2 separate regions of the Mus musculus genome follow, and region 1 is linked to region 2. Evidence: chromatin contacts called from public HiChIP or PLAC-seq data. All regions are on one chromosome and are shown on one strand. Each heading gives the region's core, a stretch centred on a gene start, on an enhancer-like site or on the middle of the called end of the contact. The rest is flanking DNA. Distances are from core to core; before and after follow the strand shown. Region 1 holds the start of Btbd17 (BTB (POZ) domain containing 17). Region 2 overlaps Ttyh2 (tweety family member 2).

Region 1 (6,523 bases), core at 1,674-4,173, 100 kb after region 2:
TAAGCTCAAACCATAAGAGGCCGCCAGTAACCTTGGTATCCACACAGTCTGGATTTAGATGCCTATCTGACTTCCTCCTTGCTGCTAGAGAAGGCAAGTCCTTTAATTTAGGAATCCCAAGATGCCTAAGAAAGGGGAAGAGCCCACCTCCAGAATGTTGTCACTGTGAGAGGCTCAGAAAAAATCTCGTTACACAGCACACAGGCAACCCAGGCTACTTCCTGTTCCCTGTCGGCTTCTCTTTGCTTAGGCTTTTCAGCTGTCTGGATTCCCTCTCCCTCTCAGCCATTTTACTGTCCCTGGCTCTCTTACAGTGCTGCCCACCCCCTTGCCTCATTCTTCCTGACAGTCCCACTGGCACACAGCACCCCGCTTGGCTCTATGTGAAACCCTTCTGTTTTATCCCTCTTCCTGTTGCCTGGAACTTGGGGGTGTTGTCTGGAATCCTGCAGCCACCTTGTCTGAGCCCTTAGAGCGGGGTTACCTCCTTAGAGCATTTTACAGTCTTTCCCTATGCAAGAAGGAGAGAGGTGACCGAGCCTGTTGACCTTTCTGCTCCTTAGCCCTGTGGTTTCAAAGTCTTGTGGCCATTGAAGACACTTGGGACCAACTAAGAATCTGTTGATTCTATCAGTGCTCTTGGCTGGGTTTGGAAGTAGCTCAGAAGGGACTCCCAAAGGCCAGAAAGGGACACAGGCCACAACAGGGAGGGCATCGGAAGGAGGGATAAAGGAAGCCTGTGTTGTATGTCATGCTAGGACTTTTGAAAGTCGATATAATAACCAGTAAGGCCAGACTTCTGCGCCCCTGAAGGTGGAGAGACAGGGAGCCACGGACAGGATGCAGGACAGGATGCAGGACGGTGCCCTTCCCCTATGTACCTGATGAACTTGTCAAAGACAGCAGCACAGTCCCGGGACTCCCGCAGCATAACCTCACTCTGGTTGCTCAGCAGCTCCCGGAACAGCTCACTGTGCAGCCCCAGCAACAGGCGATGGGTGTGGAAGGCTCGGACCTCGTCGGTGCCCACAGCCTGGACCCGCAGGATGACATCACTGGCATTGCCCTGGCGCAGCAGGTCCTGCAGTCGCTGGAGCAGCATGTGGGAGTGGTTGATGGCGGTGCCTGCTGCCTCCCCACCCACATCGGCTCTCTGAGCTGCAGCAGGAAGGGACATGGCAGAGCCTGAGAGGGCACCCGGCCTGGTGCTTCCAGCTAAGACTGCAGAGGGACCTACTGGTGGCACGGTGGCACTGTGTGGGAGAAGGGTGGGGAGCCTACATGAGTGTCCACAAGCTAGCTCATGCTGAGTGAGCATGTTGGCCCCAGGCAGACTTGGGGTACGTTCTTAGCAGAATATGTTCGGGTCAGGCAGAAGTCGTGGACTAGTTAATGTTTCTGTGAACCTATTGATGTCCATGGCACTTGGTCCCCAGGGGGAGGGTGACAAAACCGGTCAGAGGTGGCACAGCCTTGGGTACTGAGAACTTACGTGGCTGCCATGTGGCATTGAATGAACCTAACCCAGTTCTCATACTCAGGAAAGCTCAAGGGGGCAGAACAGACACATAGTAAATACACACAGGAAAGGGTGGGGAGTTCAAGGCCAGCCTGGACTCCATAGCCAGTACTAGATCAAGTGTTAAGCACACACACACACACACACACACACACACACACACACACACACACACACAAATCAATTTTAAAAATAAATAAATGCACAAGTGAGCAGCCTGGAACCAGCCAGAGACAAAGGAATACAGCCAGCCCTAAAGACCTGGGCGGGAATGACCAGGTGGAGCTCAGGGCCAGGGACAGCAGGCATAGCGTTTCTTTCTGTCTTTGTTTGTTTGTTTGTTCTCTTTTTAGTTTTTTGAGATGGGGTCTCTTATAGTTCAGGCTAGCCTTGAATTCATGATTAGCTGAGGTTGGGCTTGAACTCTTGATCCTTCTCCCTCCTCCATCCTTTGTGCTGGGATTACAGGATTGCATCACCACTCCACAATGAGGAGCACTGCCCCGGCCCTACTCGGTGAGACAGTAAGGGACCCAATGAAGTAACTTGGGTGAACAGTGAAGGAATAGGATTCCAGGGGTAACAGTGTTGAAGCTAGCATCTCCCTTCCAGGGAGGCCTGTTTCTTGTGTTCTCAGGGCAGCTCTGGGGTCAGATAGGGACACATGCTGAGTTATAGAAAAGACACCCCCCTAGACTGAGCAGTGCAGTGAGCCTTGCAAACTGGGAAAAGCAGGCGGTTAATAGTCTGACAATTGCAGAAGGGCACCAGCAGGCAGCTCTTGTGTACACACACACACACACACACACACAGAGTGGGCACAGGGCCTATGTGTGGATCGTTGAAAGGAAGGCTCACAAGAGTGAGCATCTGTGTGTGGGAGAGGGAGACCCAGCAGGGGAGAGAGGGAGCAGCTGCTGGTGGTGAATTTCCCAGCCCCGCCTCCTAGCCCCGCCTCCCCAGCTGTCACTCCGAAAGACCTAAATGCTGATGGCGTTCTCTTGCAGCCTCTGCCTGGACCCAGCTGTCGGAGACAATGAACAATAGAGGGTCTTTTTGTCATTAAGACTCCTGCCTGCTGCCCAGCCTCTTTCCCTGGAAGGCTATGTGCCCCTTTCTCTCTGTCTTTGGAGAGGTCCAGTCTCTCCGTGTTCTCTGGGGCTGGCTGGCTGGCTCCACCTCCTGGCCAGCTCTATGTAGCTCCTAGCAGAAGTTCCTGCCCCCAACCCTTACCTTTTTCCTTACCAGGCACCTGATCCCCGTACTTTCCACTCACCTGCACGAGTGACCAGTCCCACCAAGGCCAGAATAGCCCAGAAGCTGCCCCAGGACCCAGGCTTGCAGGAACCTTTTCTAAGCATCTTTGTGCTCTGTCCCTAAGTCCACTGGAGGGACAGTCAAGTCCAGAGCACTCCGATCCCATCCCTCCTCCTTATATAGGATCCAGCAAGGGGACAGTACCCGCTTCCCTCCTAACCTCCCTCCCCCTACCAGTCTCTGCCATGGATTGGTTGAAGCTGGTCCCTGCTGTTGCCTAGGCAACTACTTAAGCCAGAGTGTGGCAGCCCCAGGGGCTATTGTGTTGGCCTGGGCCCCCAAGGGGAACAGATCCGGACACCCTCCTCCCCCACCTCTTCAGACAACCCAGCAAAGCTAGCTGTTCCTCTCCCGGGAAGTTTTAAGCTCTCTGAAGGGCAAGCAAAGGGCTTCAGGACCCCTGGCAGTCACCAACCCTTAGGGCCCCAGCCCCCAGGCCCAGCCTCCATCCTGGCACAGAGCATACTTGGCAGTGTCCTGGTGAGCTGGCTACAAAGGGAGAGCCTGGAAGAGGCAGGGAAGAGCTGGCTCAGGGCTCTATTCCTCCCCCACCCCCATTTTAGGGTGGGCCAGTCATCCAGAGGGGAGGATAAGGACCTTTAATAGGGGTATGGGGTAATGAGAATTATTCTCATGCCGTTTGTTTCAGAAAGTTCCCGTCATGCTCTGGGGAGGGTGACAGGCCTTTAGAAAAGCTACAGAGGGACCGACTATCTCACACCAGGGACACTGTACTATGGCCCTTGCTCTAGGAACACAGCCTGTTTCTCTACCAAGACAGCCCAAGTCTTTAGTTCAAGCCTATGCATGGCCCATCATTTCAAGGTTCCCCTCCCTGGAAGGTGCCTTCCACCAGCTTCTACCTAAATTCCAGCCTTTCCCTTCCCAAAGTTCCAAGAAGGCGTGTAACAAACCTAGCACCATAGTCCATGTGTAGGGAAATTGAGGCAGGGAGCTAGATTGCAGTCTCAGCTAGATAGTACAGAGAACTGTCCTAAAACAAAGGCAATGGAGAAGGGGAGGGTGGGCTGTGGAGTCCTGTATATGTGTGTTCATGTCTGTGTGGGTGATGCATATGTCTGTGTGTACATGTGTTTATATGCATGTGTCTTTGCATTTGTGTGTATGTGTGCATGTGTGTATACACGTGTGTACGTGTGTATGTGTACACACGTAGGGGGCATTGTGGTGCATATGTGTGTGTGTGTGTGTGTGTGTGTATGCATGTGTGTGTTGAGACCTCACCTTTACATAGAATCAACAGGAATTTTTTCCCACTTCCTTACGAGAGGGACCCCCTTAAGGCTGAAACATGGAAGTCAGAGGATCCTGGGAAATCTGGGTTTCTCAGAGGCCAGACCCTGCTCTGGAGATGGGCTGGAACTTCTTGCCCTGGCTCTTTGGATCCCAGGAGCTAGCTTCATGCATTGAGTTCCATCTCTTTCCGGTGCAAAGACCCAACAGCGTCACCTCCTCCTGGAGCCACAGAGAAAGCAAAAACTGGGTCTGGCACCAATGTTGTCTGGGTTGGCAGAATCAGCTGTCCGGCTTAGCAGAAACGCCTCCCAGCTGACTGAACTCTCACGCCTGCTCTTCCTTGTTCAGAGGCACCATGGTCCCTCCAGTGGCTGTCCGTCTACCCGTCCCTTAAACTGTACAACACCTAGGTTCAATTGAGGCAGACAGAGCCTATGTGGGACAGGGCTGTCCAGCCAATGAGGCAGTGTCACTCCCAGGCACAATGCCCATCAACAGGAATGATTGTTGCTCAGTAAGCGTGCGTCAGCCCCGTTCTTGGAGACCCCCATTAGACTCTCTTGATGCCTGGTCTACCTGCACTGGCATCTCCCATGTTCCTCTAAGGACCTAGAATTCCCAAGGGCAGGACTGAACATTCTGTTTCCTAAGCAAACCAACAGATTGTTATAGATACTCAGAATTATGATCTATGATTGACATTTCAAGTGTGATGGACCAGGAGGTCCCAGGCTACCAAGAAGACCTCCCACTCCCCATCTCTGACAGACTCTTCCCATGATTCCAACTTCCCTCATCCCTGCCTCTCTTCTAATGATTTAAAAACTGACTTGCTGAATAAAGTTCCCATTGCTACAGTGTGTGCAAGCGTGTGCTATATGTGTGCATGTGTGTGCTATATATTTATACATATCTGTGGTAGGGGGTGTCTTGAGACCGGATATGTACAGAAGAGTGCTCTCAGCCTGCACAGTCTTCAAGGTGACACAAGGACAATACCACATTTTATTCCCTGCCATCCATCCCACCACCCCATGGTCTAGAAGCTCTATCACTCCTTGAGCACAAGTCTAAAGATCTTGCAAGCAAGAACAGTCCCCAGAGAGGAGCCAGCGGACTGTGACTTCCTGCCCAGGGTGTGTATGCACTGTCTAAGGAACTTGTTTATGCTCAGCAAGGACAGGCACAGCATGGGCATAAATGTCCATATACTCAGGGTAGCTCTTCTTGGAAGCTAGGTCAACCCCAATAAACGATCTCCATGTAACAAGGTATCTCAAGAGGGTCTAGAAGCAACTGTAAACTTCCATAGTCATGGGTAGGAAGGGAGAGTTTCTGAATCACAAAGGCAAAGAGCAGACGCTAGACACTGACCCTGAGGGAACATGGAGGAGAGGTGGACCTAAGGCCCAGCCTGCCCCTACCTAGCAGCCTCCTTACACTCATAAAGTCTTCTGACCAGTCATGAAAGGCTCACTTCGCTGGGGAATTGGTTCCAGGCTCAATACACCCAGTGGACCCACTAAAGATTAAAGAAAGATCTGGTGAGACAGAAGCAGGAGGAGCAGGAATTCAGGGTCAGCCTCTGCTATACAGAGAGCTCAGGGCCAGCCTAGGCTATAAGAGATTGGGCTCAAAATGGTAGAGGATCACCCTAAAGTTGCTCATATGCTGTGGATGGCTCACAGTGGCACCACTTCTCTCCTGTTCACCCCTGATCACGCCCTTCCCCATCCAACACAGCCGGCCACCTGATCCACAGACCTCTCTCCCATGGAGCTGCAGCTTACAGTGGCCTCTATTCCCAAGAACATTGTGTGAAGGAGTGAAATAGAACAGTCCTGGGGGAGACAACAGGAGGAATGCACCTGAATTCAAATCCCAACAGCTACATCTGTGACGCCTACCAACATGCTGATCTTCTATGGTCCTTGTCTCCTCATGTGTTAACAAAAGGTAGGCAGTTGGGCTGGTGAGATGGCTCAGTGGGTAAGAGCACCCGACTGCTCTTCCGAAGGTCCAGAGTTCAAATCCCAGCAACCACATGGTGGCTCACAACCATCTGTAACAAGATCTGACTCCCTCTTCTGGAGTGTCTGAAGACAGCTACAGTGTACTTACATATATTAATAATAAAATAAATCTTAAAAAAAAAAAAGGTAGACAGTTAGCTAAATGGGCCTGCCATAAGTTAAGGATGAGCAATGGAGGGACAAGCAGATATTGGGCCCATGGATGCTTCCTCCAGGTAGTGCTGGATGGATGAACTGGTGATAGCAAAAGATGTTGAGGACCAGGAAGATCAAGGCATGTTGCTGTTGGATGACAACATCTTTCACAGCCAGGTCATTAGCTGCATGCCTATGGGCACAGTCCCTTCCTTTGGGCTATCAATGGCCCATCCTGGCCACTGACATAGATACAATGTAA
Region 2 (5,893 bases), core at 1,091-3,590:
GCTCTCTCCCTCAGGAATTAAGATAATGGCGTCATTATAATAATTACTGCAATCACCATGAAGTGGAGGTGCTCAGGTTGTGGGAGGCTGTGGGTGGCAGAGTCAGGATGGAGACTCATCCAACAGCCCAGATCATAAAGCCAGGCCCTGATGGAGCCCAGATGTAGCAGCCATGGTCAACTAAGAGACCCTTCCAGGGCTGCCCCTAAACACAAAGACCAAGGACCCTCTGTATGCTCCTCTCTTGGCTAGAGACCCCCACCATCCTGAGCCCATAGTAGGCCTGTGGGAAACTGCTGGGTGGAGAAACTGAGGGAGGAAGAACACAAAGCCCAGTCCTTGGGTCCTTTTCCTCCCTACTACCTCCCTGAATCTGAGCCAGTGTTCCTCTTGACCCGGTCCACCCACACCCAGGACCTGGTGATCCCTCCCAGAGGTCAGAATCTCCCTGAGAGCTTGTTAGCCCCCGGGGCGCCAGGCCCGCCCTGCTGGGCTCCAGTTCATCTTCTGAGGCAAGCTGAAAATTTGCATTTGTAATGAGATCCTTAGCGATGCTGCTTGCCTGGGGACCGCAATTTGAAAGCTACACCCTTGTCCTTAAAGACCTTCCTTCTCTCTGGCCTGGGTGCCCACCTGGTGGAAGAGCTGAGCTGTTTCCTTCATCTTCAGCTCCCAAGAGAAAGCCACAGCCCATCTCCGGGGCATCACACCTGTCTTCTTGAAGGGCAAAGACTAGGACCCATGTGAGCAAGCACAGAGCTACAGGGAGGCCCTTGTTGTGATGTGCTCTAACACCTGTCTGTCTGTCTGTCTACCTAGCATGTATCTATCATCTCTTCCCATGAAACAATACCAGAAAGAAAAAAAAGAAAATGGACTTGACAGATGTTTTTTGTCTTGTGGCTTTGTTTCTCTTCTTTTTTTCTCTAGTTCAAGGTTCTACGATGTGACCCAGACTATCTTAGAACCTGATCCTCTAGCCTCAACCTCCTGAGCTTTCAGAATCCAGGCCTTGGACACCATGCCTGGCCTATTCTTCTCTAATTTTTGTTGTTTTGGTTTTTCAGCACAGGAAGGGTCTCTCTACGAGCTCTGGCTGTCCTGGAATTCTAAGTGTAGCGCATCCTGTGTTGTGTAGCCCAGGCTGTGTGTATAGCCCAGGCTGTGAGCCGCCACACCTGGCTATTCCTTACAATCTTAAATTCTCTGTGTTTTTTTCCTTGGGGTTTTGTTTGTTTGTGGGAGGCACTTATTTTCTTCATGTTTGTTTTTTGAGTCACAGATAGCTCAGGCTGGCTCCCAGTATAGCCAAGGGATGACCTTGAACTCTTGGTCCTGCTGCTGAGCGCTGGGACTACAGTGTTCAATACAATGCCCAATGTGTTGGATGCCTTGGCTCTAAGTCAGGACCTCGTGCCGGCTGGCCAAGCATTCTATCAAATGAGCTACATGCTCATTCTCGGCTCCTCTTTTCCTTTTGTTTTGTTGGTTTTCGTTTTTTGAGACATTTTTTTTTTTCTGTGTAGTCCTAGCTGTCCTATAACTCATTCTGCAGAGATTCACCTGCCTCTGCCTCCCAAAGCTGTGTGCCCCTCCACCTCCAGGAAAGGGAGGACTTTTATTTTTGTTTGTTTTGGTTTTTGGTTTTTTGGTTTGTTTTTTGGTTTTGTTTTGTTTTGTTTTGTTTTGTTTTTTTTGAGACAAGAGCTCATCTGTGGCCCAGTCTGGTCTTGACTTCAAGGTAATCCTCCTGCCTCAGCCTCCCAATTATTAGGATTCTACAGGCACGAGCCAGCAAGCCCAGTCATATCTGTCTCTGTCTTGGTGTCTCTGAATCTGTCACTACCTCCTAAGAACCCAACAAAAGCCAGAAAACGGAAGAGGTGCTGACACCCACGGAAACAGGGAGCCATGGTTTGTTCTAGAATCAGGAAGTCACCCTGTAGGGAAGGCATGAAAAGCCGCAAGATTGATGTGAAGTTCCCATGATTCCCCGAGCTCAGACCTCTCTCCTATGGGCTTCGTTGCTGTGCCCTCCTCCTCTGCCCCTCTGCAGGGATTTTTCTCTTGCAGGCTGGGGGAGCCAATGTTGTAGAAATTTTTAATCCCTATCCAGGGTTTCTACCCTGCCTTTGACCATTTAGTATCTGGATAAAAGACACCATCTTTATATTTACAATAACCCTTAATCAGCATAAGAGTTGGACAGATATCTACCCTCTATCCTATTAGAACCTACTTTCCAATTGATGACTTAATAACTGGGTTATTACTTACTATGTCTCATCTGGGCAGCTCTTCACTCCAATTGGCCCACCCTCAGGGCCTTGTTTTCATGACTCACCTAACCCATGGCTTCTGGCTCCGCCTCAAGCCAAGGCTGCTGGGGAAGGATTAACAAGGCATCCTGTCCTTCTTCCAGCGGTTTGTTTATAACAGTGTCAAAGCAGCAAAGCCAGACCCTGGTAGCATAGTCCTGTTAGTCCAGCTATTCCAGAGGCTGAGGCAGGGTGATCTCAGATTCAAGGTCTACCAGGACTACAGAGCCATTTCCAGGCTAGCCTGGGCAATTAGTAAGACCCTGACTGCAAACCAAATAAAACAGAAACAAAGCTGTTAGTCTCTCAACTGCCGACATGATGCAGGCTCCGTGTGGCCAGGTGAGAGTGACCTTTGTAGGTTAAGCTGCCCCTTGCCCCTTGTTTAGGAGCTGTCAAGGACACCCTCGGCCACTTCCTTTCATTTCTGTCTGCATAGACAGATGTTGTTTTGGTTCAAGCCAAGGACAGGTGCCTCTATACCCACCTAGCAGGACAGACATCATGCGGGGTGGAGGACATGAGCCCAAGATAAAACACTGGTTTCCTCCTGTCCCAGGGCCAGGCTGGGAGAAGAAGACATTTGTTCTCTGTTTTCAAGGCCCCCTTGTTCCGCATGGACTTGTGGTTGGGACACTACAAGCTGATTCTAGCTGGGAGACAAACCCCCTCTCTTGTAGGGTGCCTGGGACTAAAGCACGAGGCAGCAGCCTGGAGCTCTGAGTCTTTGATGTTGTGATCCCAAGGGATTCAAACCCTGGGGGAAATTTCAGGGAAGAAAAATGGATTCTTTCCGTTCCCTATCTGGAGTCCAGGTTGAGCCTTCCTCTCTGAAATTCAGGAGGCTCAAGGTGTTTGGGATTTCAGAGTTTGGAGCTTGGGGTTTATATTTGGAATTATTTGTGTTGTTTCCTGCTAGGTTGTTAAAAAAAGTTGGGTTTCCAGATAAGAGGAACTCAGGCTGCAGTAAGGCTTGGAGATCCAAAGCCGGATGAGAGCCAGAAGAGGGCCGAATGTGACTGGGCTGTGTGTGTCTGTGGGTCAGCTTTCCCACACTATAACAAACCCCCAAGAGCATCAAACTTATAAAGAAAAAAGGTTCCTACTCCTGAAACCCCAGCGCTTGGGAAATGGATACCCGAGAATCAAGAGCTCAAGGCCATTCCCAACTTCATAGCAAGTCTGAGTCCAGCCTGGGCTGCCCGTCTCAAAAATAAGACAGTTTTTAAAATGAAAGTGAGAGGGAAAGGGAAAGAAAAAGGCGTGTTTTGGTTCAACCTGAAAGGTTTCCGCTCATGCTGGTTGGTCTCATTGGTTTGGAGCCTTTGAATTGAGAGGCCACGGTGGGTGAACCCACAGGACAGGCAGGGCTGCTCAGTGCACTGTATACAGAAGCAAAGAAAGAAAGAATTCCAGTGTTAGCCCGGTGGGCAGGGCAGTGCCTGCCTTTAATCCCAGCACTCGGGAGGCAGAGGCAGGTGGATTTCTGAGTTCGAGGCCAGTCTGGTCTACAGAGTTAGTTCCAGGACAGCCAGGGCTACACAGAGAAACTCTGCCTCAAAAAAAAAAAAAAAAAAAAAAAAAAAAACCAAACCAAACCAAACAAAACCCTGTCCCAAAAAAACCAAGAAAGAAAGGAAGGAAAGAAAAAGAAAAGCCTTCTTTGAGGAAGAGCACTCCTCGATGACCTGAAGTCCTGGTACAGCCCTAGGTACCGCTTAAACATCCTACCATTTCCCAGGATTGCCAAGCTTGTGCCTATGCCTTTGACATGACTCTTTTGGGAACATTCTAGACCCACATGATGGCAGAAGGCGACAAGATCTCTATCCTTAGCCACTCCTCTGGGAGTCTCGTGAGTTCTTGGGTCTGTGTCGGTATGGACCATCCCTTCAAACCCAGCTGGCCAATTACCACTTCTTCCTCCTGAGACTTTCCAGGGCTATCCCAGGGCCAGGCTCCTAGCCTCTTCCTTACCTCCCCAGGTGTCTGCAAACACCCAGAGGATGAAGGTAGACCTAGAACAGCACCTGGCCCGGCTCAGCGAGATCATTGCTGCCCGGGGTGACTACATCCAGACCCTGAAGTTTATGCAACAGATGGCAGGCAATGTCGTCAGCCAGCTCTCGGGGCTGCCCGTGTGGAGGGAGGTCACCACGCAGCTGACCAAGCTGTCCCACCAGACTGCCTATGTGGAATACTACAGGTGAGGAACCGGGTGAGGCGTGTGGGGCTACAGATGCAGACCCATCCAACCCCCCACTCTCCAGCCTCACTGTGTAACCTCCTAGGACAGTGAGGGGCTGAGGGGCTCCACCTCACCTGTACCCCATCTACTGTGTACTTTCTTCGGTGCTATGACTAAATATCTCGGCACAGATTTAAGGAAGGAATAGGAGTTTATTCTGGCTTACGGTTTGAGAGCGTGGTCCATCCTGATGTAGCAGCAGGCTCATGAGGTCCCTGGTCCCATCGCATCTATAGTCAGAGAGTGAATGAGGAATGCTAGTGTCCAGCTTCCTCCTTCCTATCCGGTAGCTCTTCCCGCCTGGCTTAGTGTCCTAGTTAGTGTTTCTGTTTGCTTCCATGAAACACCATGACCAAATAGCAACTTGGGGATGAAAGGGTTTCTTTGGCTCACACTTCCACACCACTGTTCATCGTTGAAGGAAGTCAGGACAGGAACTCAAGAAGGGCAGGAAGCTGATGCAGAGGCCACGGAGGGGTGCTGCTTACTGGCTTGCTCCCCGTGACTTGTTTAGCTTGCTTTCTTACAGAACCTTGGACCACCAACCCAAGCAAGAGTGGTACCATCCCCAAAGAGCTGGGACCTCCCGTATTGATTGTTAAGAAAATGCCCTAAAATAGGGGTTCCCAACACTTCCTAACACTGCAACCTTTTTTCTTTTTTCTTTTTTTTTTTTGAGACAGGGTTTCTCTGTATAGCCCTAGCTGTCCTGGAGCTCACTTTGTAGACCAGGCTGGCCTCGAACTCAGAAATCCGCCTGTCTCTGCCTCCCAAGTGCTGGGATCAAAGGTGTGCGCCACCACGCCCGGCACACTGAAACCTTTTAATACATTCCCTTCATGTTGTGGTGGCCCCAACCATAAGATGATTTCTTTGCTACTTCATAACTGGAATATTGCTACTGTTACAAATCTTAATGTAAATATCTGATATGCAGGATATCTGCTACGAGACACCCCCCCCCCCCCCCCCCGAGGAATCGAGACCCACGGGTTGAGAACCACTGCCCTATGGGCTTGCCTACTGCCCAACCTTATTGAGGTGTTTTCTCAACTGAAGCTCCCTCTTCTCTGATGGTTCTGGCTTGTGTGAAGTGGACATCAGACCAGCCAGAGTACCATCCCAATTAACACCACCTAGGAAATCTTGAACTGCCGAAATAATTAAACTGATAGAGGCCTCTGGTGCTAAGTTTGACAACCTGAGTTCAATTCCAAAGACCCCACATGACAGAAGGAGAAAATTGACTTCTGCAAGCTGTTCCTGTGATCTACACGTTGTGTGACGTGCATGTGTGCACACACACACACACACACACAATTTTCTT

The links. HiChIP or PLAC-seq counts read pairs in DNA pulled down with a chosen protein or histone mark.
Region 1: an H3K27ac HiChIP or PLAC-seq map of microglia shows a contact between it and region 2, with 4 times the contacts expected there. The contact joins the promoter of Btbd17 here to the enhancer-like site in region 2. A contact is called at or near these places in 9 of 484 Hi-C or Micro-C datasets (B cells, Th1 cells, bone marrow-derived macrophages and 5 more), 3 of 115 datasets of contacts at active chromatin or transcription factors (embryonic stem cells and microglia) and 3 of 9 other capture datasets (adipose tissue, liver and pancreatic islet).

The regions. Positions count from the first base shown.
Region 1 is chr11:114,792,969-114,799,491 of GRCm38.p6, forward strand. It overlaps Btbd17 (BTB (POZ) domain containing 17), which reads right to left and starts at 2,924. Exons shown (of 3, transcript NM_028055.4): 1 at 2,796-2,924; 2 at 882-1,158. The coding sequence starts at 2,880. It also overlaps a transcript of Gpr142 not described here.
Region 2 is chr11:114,692,286-114,698,178 of GRCm38.p6, forward strand. Ttyh2 (tweety family member 2) reads left to right here. Exons shown (of 14, transcript NM_053273.2): 4 at 4,304-4,524. Among named protein-coding and RNA genes, the nearest start is that of Ttyh2, 20 kb to the left of the region's middle. Within about 2 kb of position 2,341, at least 28 of the 459 cell types and tissues checked have an H3K27ac peak or open chromatin away from gene starts, as enhancers often do. A contact at or near this core is called in bone marrow-derived macrophages, liver and microglia, where this site is marked.